2 separate regions of the Triticum aestivum genome follow, and region 2 is linked to region 1. Evidence: chromatin contacts called from public Hi-C data. All regions are on one chromosome and are shown on one strand. The core of a region is the stretch at or near the end of the contact, and the rest is flanking DNA. Distances in the headings are between cores, read along the strand shown.

Region 1 (4,999 bases), core at 959-3,458:
TTGTTAAGCTTCATGCACTAGCCAACGCAACCAAAAGTTTGAGCTGATGAAAAGGCGGGTGCAATCCACGTATACTGTAACACCCCCTCTCACGTGTGACGGGGAAGACAAGTCAACATGTGCAACCGGAAGAGAGACGGCGCGCAAAACTCACATATGACTCAAGAGGCCTCTACGTGGACACAAAGGGGGCCTATCAGCAGCAACAACAACAAAGCCTTTAGTCCCAAACAAGTTGGGGTAGGCTAGAGGTGAAACCCATAAGATCTTGCAACCAACTCATGGCTCTGGCACATGGATAGCAAGCTTCCACGCACCCCTGTCCATAGCTAGCTCTTTGGTGATACTCCAATCCTTCAGGTCTCTCTTAACGGACTCCTCCCATGTCAAATTCGGTCTACCCCGCCCTCTCTTGACATTCTCCGCACGCTTTAGCCGCCCACTATGCACCGGAGCTTCTGGAGGCCTGCGCTGAATATGCCCAAACCATCTCAGACGATGTTGGACAAGCTTCTCTTCAATTGGTGCTACCCCAACTCTATCTCGTATATCATCATTCCGGACTCGATCCTTCCTCGTGTGGCCACACATCCATCTCAACATACGCATCTCCGCCACACCTAACTGTTGAACATGTCGCCTTTTAGTCGGCCAACACTCAGCGCCATACAACATTGCGGGTCGAACCGCCGTCCTGTAGAACTTGCCTTTTAGATTTTGTGGCACTCTCTTGTCACAGAGAATGCCAGAAGCTTGGCGCCACTTCATCCATCCGGCTTTGATTCGATGGTTCACATCTTCATCAATACCCCCATCCTCCTGCAGCATTGACCCCAAATACCGAAAGGTGTCCTTCTGAGGTACCACCTGGCCATCAAGGCTAACCTCCTCCTCACACCTAGTAGTACTGAAGGACACCTTTCGGTATTTGGGGTCAATGCTGCAGGAGGATGGGGGTATTGATGAAGATGTGAACCATCGAATCAAAGCCGGATGGATGAAGTGGCGCCAAGCTTCTGGCATTCTCTGTGACAAGAGAGTGCCACAAAAGCTAATGACATCCAAGGAGCTCTAGAAAAATAAAAACCAGCTCTCCAAAATGCTTTTTATTTTAAATTTACTGCTAATGCCGTGTGCCAAATTGGCAAAACATCGTGAATACTAACAAGAACTCCTAATCATACACGATGTTATCTCCATATGAGATCCAAAAGGAGACGGCCTGATAAAGCATAAGAAGATGACTTAAACCCGAAGGTTAAAGAACATACTGCAAGGGTGTAGCATCGGAATAGGTACAAATAACAGCGTTCAGGAAGAAAAAAAAATACTATTAATCAGGCGATGTTACACGTGCAGAAAAAAAAATAGGGGAACTGCGCATAAGAATGCTGATAAGGCAGGTAAGGTAAACTCACCAAGAAAGTGCAAGTCAAACCGGCAGCCAAGCATGTCGCAAAACCATACAACCTCTGCACACAGAAAAACAAAATCGAAAGGTCTTGGATTTCAGTTCTGTGGTACAACCACTATATACAACAAGAACAGTAACCCAGATTTGATGAGCAGCGTAGCCGCATTGATGGAGATGTTCTACCGCGACCTATCCTCATCAATCCTTGCTGGCCAGTCCCCGAGAAGGTAATGACTGCAACTACGTAGTTGGCATTATCTTGGCTGATAGTCCCGGGTGACTCTCACAGCCAGATCTGAGCGGAGACGCCTCGGGTCCGAGAGGTAGCAAGTAAAAGATGGGGAACGGAGGAGGAGGAGGCGGCGGCTTTCCTGGGTGGTGTTGAGGGTGCAGTGCCGGTTGATGTCGTCGAAGAAGGACTGCTCCTCAGGCGGCGGCGGCGCGGACTCCTCGTCGAACTCCATGCCGACCAGCATCTTGACCCGCTCCAAGGCATCCCGCATCCTATCCATGCTAGCTCAGATACTGGGAATCTCCGATGGGGGCAGCCTCGAAAGCACGGCCAGCGACCCGTCGGTGAAGGCTGGTGCGGGAGGATCCCGTCCGGCGAGGAAGATGGCGCAGTGTTCTTTCACGGCCAGCGGAGTTCACTTTGGTACCACAATTGGGCCTGGGAAACCACTTTACGGGTTTTTTTTCCCGGATCAGGCCGCAACTGACCAGCGGGCCCCGCTTGTCAGGTGCTGACGTTGCGAGGAGGCGCGTGTCGGCCCCTGACTAGGAGTAAGTCTGACTCACTCGCTCGATTTGGCTCGGTTGGAGATGAAGCCTAGCATCTGCGCGGCGTAGAGAAACAGCTCAGATTTGGATTGCCCTATTCCGCGGCCATGACAGCGTCAAAGAAGCCATGTACTCCCATGGCCTCGATGGCTACCTCCAAGTCACGTCCTCCTCGCTGGACACATGGGCTTCGGCCTTCCTTGATCTCCACTCGCCGACTCGACATCCCGTCGTTGCGCCCATGCACGAGCTACTCTCCCACGGGCCACAGCTCTCGGAAGAAAGGTCGTTGACATGTGCTGCTCGCGAACTCCAGCCTTGCACGAGCTGCAATCCTCCGCTGTCGTTGCCTTCTCGCGAGATCCTGCCTCTTGAGCTCGTGCACACCACCAAGCTCCTCCCAAATTGTCGCACCCGGCGGCGGCGGATGTGCTCATGTGTGTGATGTTTGATGTGTGTTTGCGTGGGTGCACCATTTTGTGTTGTGGTGCACGCATGTGTATGGCGTTGATACGTCTCCAACGTATCTATAATTTTCGATTGTTCCATGCTATTATATTATCCATCTAGGATGTCTTATATGTTATTTTATATGATTTTTGAGACTAACCTATTAACCTAGAGCCCAGTGCTGGTTTTTGTTATTTCTTTATTTTTGAGTATCACGGAAAATGAATACCAAACGGAGTCCAATTGACCTGAAAATTTACGAAGATCATTTTTTGACCAGAAGAAGCCCACGGAGTATCGGAGATGGATCAGAAGAGTCACGAGACCACCACGAGGGTGGGGGTGCGCCCTACCCCCTAGGCGCGCCCCCCTGCCTCATGGTAGGTTTGTCGCAAGAGGGGTAATCTTCACACGATCCCATGTACTGAATAAGAAAGGGATAAAGAGTTGGCTTACAATCGCCACTTCATACAAATACAAAACATACATCATCCAGAATACAATCAAGGTCCGACTACGGAACCAAAATAAAGGAAGACAACACCAAATGTTAGATCCCCGATCGTCCCAACTGGGCTCCACTACTGATCAAACGAAAAAGACACATAACAACGACCAAGATCTTCATCGAGCTCCCAGTTGAGCTCGGTTGCATCACCTGCACTGGTATCATCGGCACCTGCAACTGTTTGGAAGTATCTATGAGTCACGAGGACTAAGCAATCTCACACCCGCGAGATCAAGACTATTTAAGCTTATGGGTAGGAGAAGGTAGTAAGGTGGAGCTGCAGCAAGCACTAAGCATATATGATGGCTAACATACACAAATAAGAGCGAGAAGAGAAGCAACGCAATGGTCGAGAAACTAGAAGTGATCAAGAAGTGATCCTGACGCTACTAACGTTCAAGCATAACACAAGACCGTGTTCACTTCTCGGACTCTGCCGAAAAGAGACCATCACGGCTACACACACGGGTGATGCATTTTAATTAAGTCAAGTGTCAAGTTCTCTACAACCGGACATTAACAAATTCTCATCTGCCACATAACCGCGGGCACGGGTCTCGAAAGTCTATACCCTGCAGGGGTGTCCCAACTTAGCCCATCACAAGCTCTCACGGTCAACGAAGGATATTCCTTCTCCCGGGAAGACCCGATCAGTCTCGGAATCCCAGTTACAAGACATTTCGACAATGATAAAACAAGACCAGCAAAGCCGCCCGATGTGCCGACAAATCCCGATAGGAGTCGCACGTATCTCATTCCCAGGGCACACCAGATGGGCCAGACGTCGGGTTGGCATAGACCCTCGTTGCCCAGGGGGCGCCGGACATCGCCCAGTTTGGACCAACACTTGGAGGAGCACTAGCCCGGGGGTTTAAAATAAAGATGACCCTTGGGTCTGCAGAACCCAAGGGAAAAAGGCTTAGGTGGCAAATGTTAAAGCCAAGGTTGGGCCTTACTGGAGGAGTTTTATTCAAAGCGAACTCTCAAGGGGTTCCCATAACACCCAACCGCGTAAGGAACGCAAAATTAAGGAACATAACACCGGTATGACGGAAACTAGGGCGGCAAGAGTGGATCAAAACACCAGGCATAAGGCCGAGCCTTCCACCCTTTACCAAGTATATAGATGCATTAAATAAATAAGAGATATTGTAATATCCCGACATATCCATGTTCCAAACATGGAACAAACTTCAGCTTCACCTGCAACTAGCAACGCTATAAGAGGGGCTGAGCAAAAGCGGTAACATAGCCAAACAACGGTTTGCTAGGAAAGGTGGGTTAGAGGCTTGACATGGAAATTTGGGAGGCTTGATAAACAAGTGGTAGGTAGCACGACATAGCAATAGAACGAACAACTAGCAAGCAAAGATAGAAGCGATTTCAAGGGTATGGTCATCTTGCCTGAAATCCCGCAAGGAAGAAGAACGAGTCCAATAAGAAGGCAAACGGACGTAGTCGAATGAATCCTCACAAACGCGACGTTATCAGAACTAACCCGAAGAAGCAATACCGGAAAGAAGCAAACAACATGGTAAACAACCATCACATAAACATGGCATGATGCACAACCAAGTATGATGCATGTCCGGTTTATAGAGGCATGGCATGGCAAAGTGAACAATCAAAACAACAAATTAAGTGGAGCTCAATATGCAACGAGTTGCACATTGACGAAACACCACATCAATTATTTAGTTCTCTCTTGTTTATGTACCCAACAATTTTAAATGTTGTTAAGCATGCAAGAGCTGAAGCATAAGTAAAATACACAGTTAGGCAAGTTTAAATGAGGCCGGAAATAACAAGCAACAATTCCGGTAAATCCCCATATGCATTTAGCAATT
Region 2 (5,141 bases), core at 583-3,082, 130 kb after region 1:
GATGGCGGTCACGGCCAAAACGAGTGCTCAAGAGTGTAGTGAAGGAGTCCCAAACGAACTCGCCTAGACGTTTTTGGATCGATTGCAACCACACGGCCGCTGACCCAGTGAAATTGAGTGTTGCCATGGGTACCCAGAAGGCTGGTGTGATCCCGAACATGGAGAAGTACTGCTCGCATAAAGTTTTCCACAAGTTCGGGTTCTCGCCCAAAAAGTGGGAAAAACTATGGATGGATGCGCCGGTGAGCATCTGGTTGGTGTGGCCGAACGGTGACAGCAGGACTGGAGTTACGGGATCGGTGGTCGTACCGTTAGCCGGGAGCGGCGGTGGCGTCGCTCGGAGCCCGCCGGTGGCCCCTGTTTGATCTGGAAATCGCCGTGGCCATCGGGCCCTCGTGGATTGATCACCGCATCAACGCCTTCAGGCACCGGATCCGCCTCGGGTCGGGCTGGTGGAGGCGCTTTGGCTCGTTGCAGAGCGGTGACGGCGTCGCCCAGATCCGCCACTCGGCGCTCAAGATCGGGGCGCCACGCGAGTAGGTCATCGATGGCGGCTTCGATCTTGGTCTCGAAGGAAGGACGAGACGCTCGGATCCATGGCCTCGCGTATTTGTCGCAGGCCTCTCGTCTCGATGAGGTGAGCCAGAGCGGATTGAGTGGTAGGATTTGGTCTCTGATATCAGATGTTAGGTACGAAGAGGATCGATCTATATTGCTCTCTGAAGTAGTAGCTAATACAAATTCAATTACAGGGGAGCGGTGCTCTCGAATGGGAAGAACAGAGTAGCTCTAGGGTTCGTAAGGGAAGTGGTAGCCGTCGTCGTCCTTGATCCATTGGATGACGGCCCTCTCCTGACCACTCGATACTTGTAGTGATGAGGTGGGCTTCAGTGCGTCCATTCTGGCCCGCTGGTATGCGAGTTGGGCCGCCTGACTTTGGCTGGAGTGGCCGCTGCCCTGCGGGTCCTGCTTGTCAGGGGCGTTGACATGCGCAACCATGACGAGCGAGTGACGGCTAGGGAGAAGGCGCCCTGACCACGATGGAGACAGGGGAGCCAGGGTCGAGGAGGTCAGTCGACGTGGGCAAATTGGCCGAGGCTGTCTTGAGCGTACTAAGACGTGGCGTTGATGGAGTGGGAGGCATTCGAGAACCGACCATGTTTGGGTAGGAGGTCCATGTCGTCCATGCCCACGAACATGATGTGTATCACCTGCCGCCGTCCGGTGCTCGCCCAATGACTTCGTCTTTATGTCGTCCAGTAGCATTAGGAGCACGCCCGCCGATGGTGTCGTCACGCTAACATTCTCGTAAGGTGAAGGAGGATGAGAGTTGCGCGATCGGATCTCAAGCACGCATCTTGGCTGTTCTTTGCCTGAAACAGCAGTGAGTTGTTCTTGGTATATATATTCGCCAGACTTGGAAGCTAGGAAACAAGAGGATCAATTGGTTACATGGGACCGAACGATTCGATCGCCGGAGAAATACCCTAGCCTCTATTCCATGCAAGGTTTTTGCCGTGAGATTGATCCATTTGTATGAAAAAGACCCATGGTGAATCTTGTATGTGCCAAGTGGTATTATTTTGGTACCTGGCGGCGTAGAATTGCTTTGTGGATTCGGTGTTTCATTTCAAATTTTTGAACGTGTGTGCAGGTTGGTTTGGTTCGTTTAGTATTTTTGCTGGGTGTGGGCCAGTTCTTGCGGTGAAGTTTGCGTCCTGACAGGTCTTTTTGCTTCGATGATTCTTCGGCTTTTTGATTGGTCGCTGTTTACCCAGATGTCCTATCGCTGTCGATCTGTGCCGTTCTTGCGTTTTTGATTGGCCGCTGTTGGTCCGGTTGTCCTGTCACTGTCGAACTTTGCTGCTGTTGGCCGAGGCCGCTATCTGCTAGGATCTCTTTGGGATTTGCTTGCTGGGTCAAACGTTGTTCTTATCTGGGATGTCAGGAGCTGCAGGATTTTTGGCAGCATGCATGCGCTGGTTTGCCACGATTTTCTGATCATGTGTATGGCATCTGGGGTTGCATGCATGATATAATTACCGCTGCGTGATGGGACTATGTGCATGCCATGATTTGTATCCCGTGTATTCCGGATGGCCGCTTGGGTTAGATGGTTTTGATTTGTTTTTCCCACTGTCTTCTCTAAGTTATGCCACGTATTGCTGTTGTGTTGATGTGTCAATGTTCTATTGTTTGGCTGCTATTTTTACCCACCGCTTGATTGGTTCCTTCTGGATCGTTCGCCGCTTAATAGGTGCTTTCTAGATCAACGACCGCTTAATTTGTGCATGGTCGGTTATCGCCCTATAAATAGAAAGATTTGGTGTGGATTTGCTTCATGGATCACGGTTGTAGTTGGCTGCTTCGTGCTCTCATGGTTCGTGGTGATCACGAAGTCCTCGCCGCTGCCCTCGGAGACGTCCCACACCACCTCCGACTCTCCTGCATCGTTGTCCTGCAAGAAGCGACGCTGCAAATTCTGCTCGCCCACCGTCCCATGCCGCGAGGACGAGTACGGCGTGTTACCTCGACGGGTTGCATAGGCCGTCGCGGTGCACTAGGGCGAGCAAGGGGCACCTGCCATCGCATCGTGACGATGGCGAGGATTAACTTTGTTTTCATATCGTGTTGATAAACGAGCAAAAGGGGATGAGACCATCAATCGGGCGACGCCGATGAAGGTGTTTGTGGCCACGTTCGTATGGTGGGCGGCAACGACAACACTAAGCTTCGTGGAGACGGCGTACGCGTATGAAGTCGAAATCACGACCGGGTTCCATGCCGGCGTCCACATGATGGCGGGGCATTCGGCGGGCTTATGGGCACACTTGCGCGGGCCTTCTCGCCTATCGATGGACGGTTCCGGTTCCACCTGGATGCAGCTGCCGCGGAAGGAGGCACTGCGGGGGCAGGAGGTGCTCAACGCCGCGAGCGACCCCTCCGACGTCGTCAAGTCGGCCAAGAAATTCCACGCATGCGTCAAAACCCTGATCCTCTGCAGCGGGGAGGTCGACCACCTCACGAACGTCATCAACACGCTCTCGATCGCTCGCCGGCCCGGGTGTCGACCTGGACATCTTCTTGAAGGTGCTCCAGCTCGATGTGGCCATGACATGGACGTGGACGGTGCTGTTGTGCCCCCCTGGTGCGCGCATTACGTGGACTAGGGCAGCTACTCCCTCGCTACCATGCCCGACGCGAAGAGGAAGCGCGTGGGGAGCTCCGGCGTCGGCCAGGCCAGAGACGCCGACGGCAAGGCCGCGTCTCACTCCCATGACCAGGCCGTCGTTGACCGCGAGCACCGGCACAAGCGCTGGACCTTCTCGTGCAAGCGGCACATCGGCTCCTTCCCTCCGCCGGCAGGGCCCGACCGCTCTATAGTAATGGCGATGGCCAGGGTGTGCCGCCGCATCGGGACGCCGAACCTCTGGTAGCCCTTCTCGCGGATCTCAGCGGTAACATGTCGTGCGCGTCCCTGGACGCGGGACGCGGCCGTCGACCTGTAATCGGTGGCAATGCACGACATCGACCACCTGCTCGGCCACTCCCAATGGGCCTTGCCTTGTACATGTACAGCGTGAAGGCCGAGAGGAAGATGGATCGGAGCCGGAGGCGCAAAAGAGCGAGTTGATGCAGCAGGAGGTGGCGAGGAAAAGTGTGAGACCTGGAGACGCGAACCTGTTTCCATGCTCGAGGAGCAGATCAGGTCCGCTCGGAGCAACCTTGGTTCATTCATTCTTTGCAGCTCGACCATGAACTCCATAAGATATCCAAGGTGTGTGCCGACTGCCGACGCCAGGGCCGTACCTAGAAAATCAGAGGCCCGGAGCGAATCAAAATTTAGGCCCTGACATTTGAAAGGGCGGATTAAAATGTATAGTGTGTTAATGTTCATATAGAATTACACCACCAGATGCACAAGTTCAAGAAAGAATTACACCACTGGATGTACTAGTCTACTTATAAACTAATAAAAAAATAGGGTGCCGAGAACTGCCACGACTCTGTAGGTTTTGATCATAGGAGACTGCAAATGAAGCTTGGATGGTTCATTGTAGGTCAGCCACAAAGCAGTGCAAGGGGCAACTCCTATCGCTATAGGGCCCCAAAAATGATGTACAAGAGCATATGAGAATTGAGAGGAAAGCTCCCCAATATATAGAAGATTGGAGTACATGACCATGCCAGTTTGCTGCCACTAATGCCTTTCTTTTGGGAAATCGTGAAGCATTAGCGCCGAGGAGAATTGGAAAAGAATCAAGATGGGGAGGAAACGATGGGTCCATGAGTTAATTTGGGGCCTGTGAAATTGATTTTTTGGAATAGCTGCAACGCATTTGGAGAGAGAGAGGTGATGGATTGAAGGGAGAAGCAGCTGCCTTGGGGTCCGACATTTCCATCATTTTTTACTCCAATTAATGCTCTGTTTAACACCTTAATTACCTGCAGCCGGGGCCCTCCAATTTTTGGGGCCCTGTTCAACCGCTCCGGTTGCACCTGCTGACATACGGCCCTGGCCGACGCCATCACCATGTGAGCATGCTCTCCGTCTTGGATGGAAAGTAGATGATTTTGCTAGGTACTTTAGGCCAACTTTTCTAGTGGTTGAGGATCCTAAAATATATGCATTATTGATGCATAACCGTTTGTACCTTCATTATAAAGGCACGCACATCATCTATCTCACATGGAATTAACAAGACTGGAATGATCAAACCAAAAAAACAAGAGTTAAAACCAACCACATGAAAGTACATATGAAGATGGAAACCAAACACATTGCGACAAAAAACAAACATACAATTAAACTTACACGAACCCTGAATAACTCTTGGAGAACACAACTAACATAAACAACCAGCCAGTTATCCAATAATCCAAATAATCAACACAAGGCTCTTTCTATCTACACATATAGAACTTCTATGTAGCGTCTAAATAATGTGTGTGTGTTTTATGAAAGATTTCAACATCCGTACCAATATGATGTTTGTACATACACCACAGCATAAAAAAGTGAACAGGCAACAACTAAGTAGTTAGTCGGATAATTATCACATAAAGTTTAATACCATCGTATACACAATTTCTCACACAACGTATTAGCAGGCGCGGCATGTCGCCGCGCGGGTTAGTAT

What was found. Hi-C and Micro-C count contacts between places; a contact is called where the count stands out from the background.
Region 2: a contact with region 1 is called in a Hi-C map of leaf, with 2.6 times the contacts expected there. The contact joins the enhancer-like site here to the promoter of LOC123127425 in region 1. A contact is called at or near these places in 3 of 5 Hi-C or Micro-C datasets (leaf and root).

The regions. Positions count from the first base shown.
Region 1 is chr6A:273,226,627-273,231,625 of IWGSC CS RefSeq v2.1, forward strand. It overlaps LOC123127425 (vesicle transport protein SFT2B), which reads right to left and starts at 2,209. Exons shown (of 5, transcript XM_044547128.1): 1 at 1,786-2,209. The coding sequence starts at 1,926.
Region 2 is chr6A:273,353,994-273,359,134 of IWGSC CS RefSeq v2.1, forward strand. No RefSeq gene overlaps it. Among protein-coding and RNA genes, the nearest start is that of LOC123127427, 11 kb to the right of the region's middle. Within about 2 kb of position 1,833, at least 1 of the 8 cell types and tissues checked has an H3K27ac peak or open chromatin away from gene starts, as enhancers often do. A contact at or near this core is called in leaf, where this site is marked.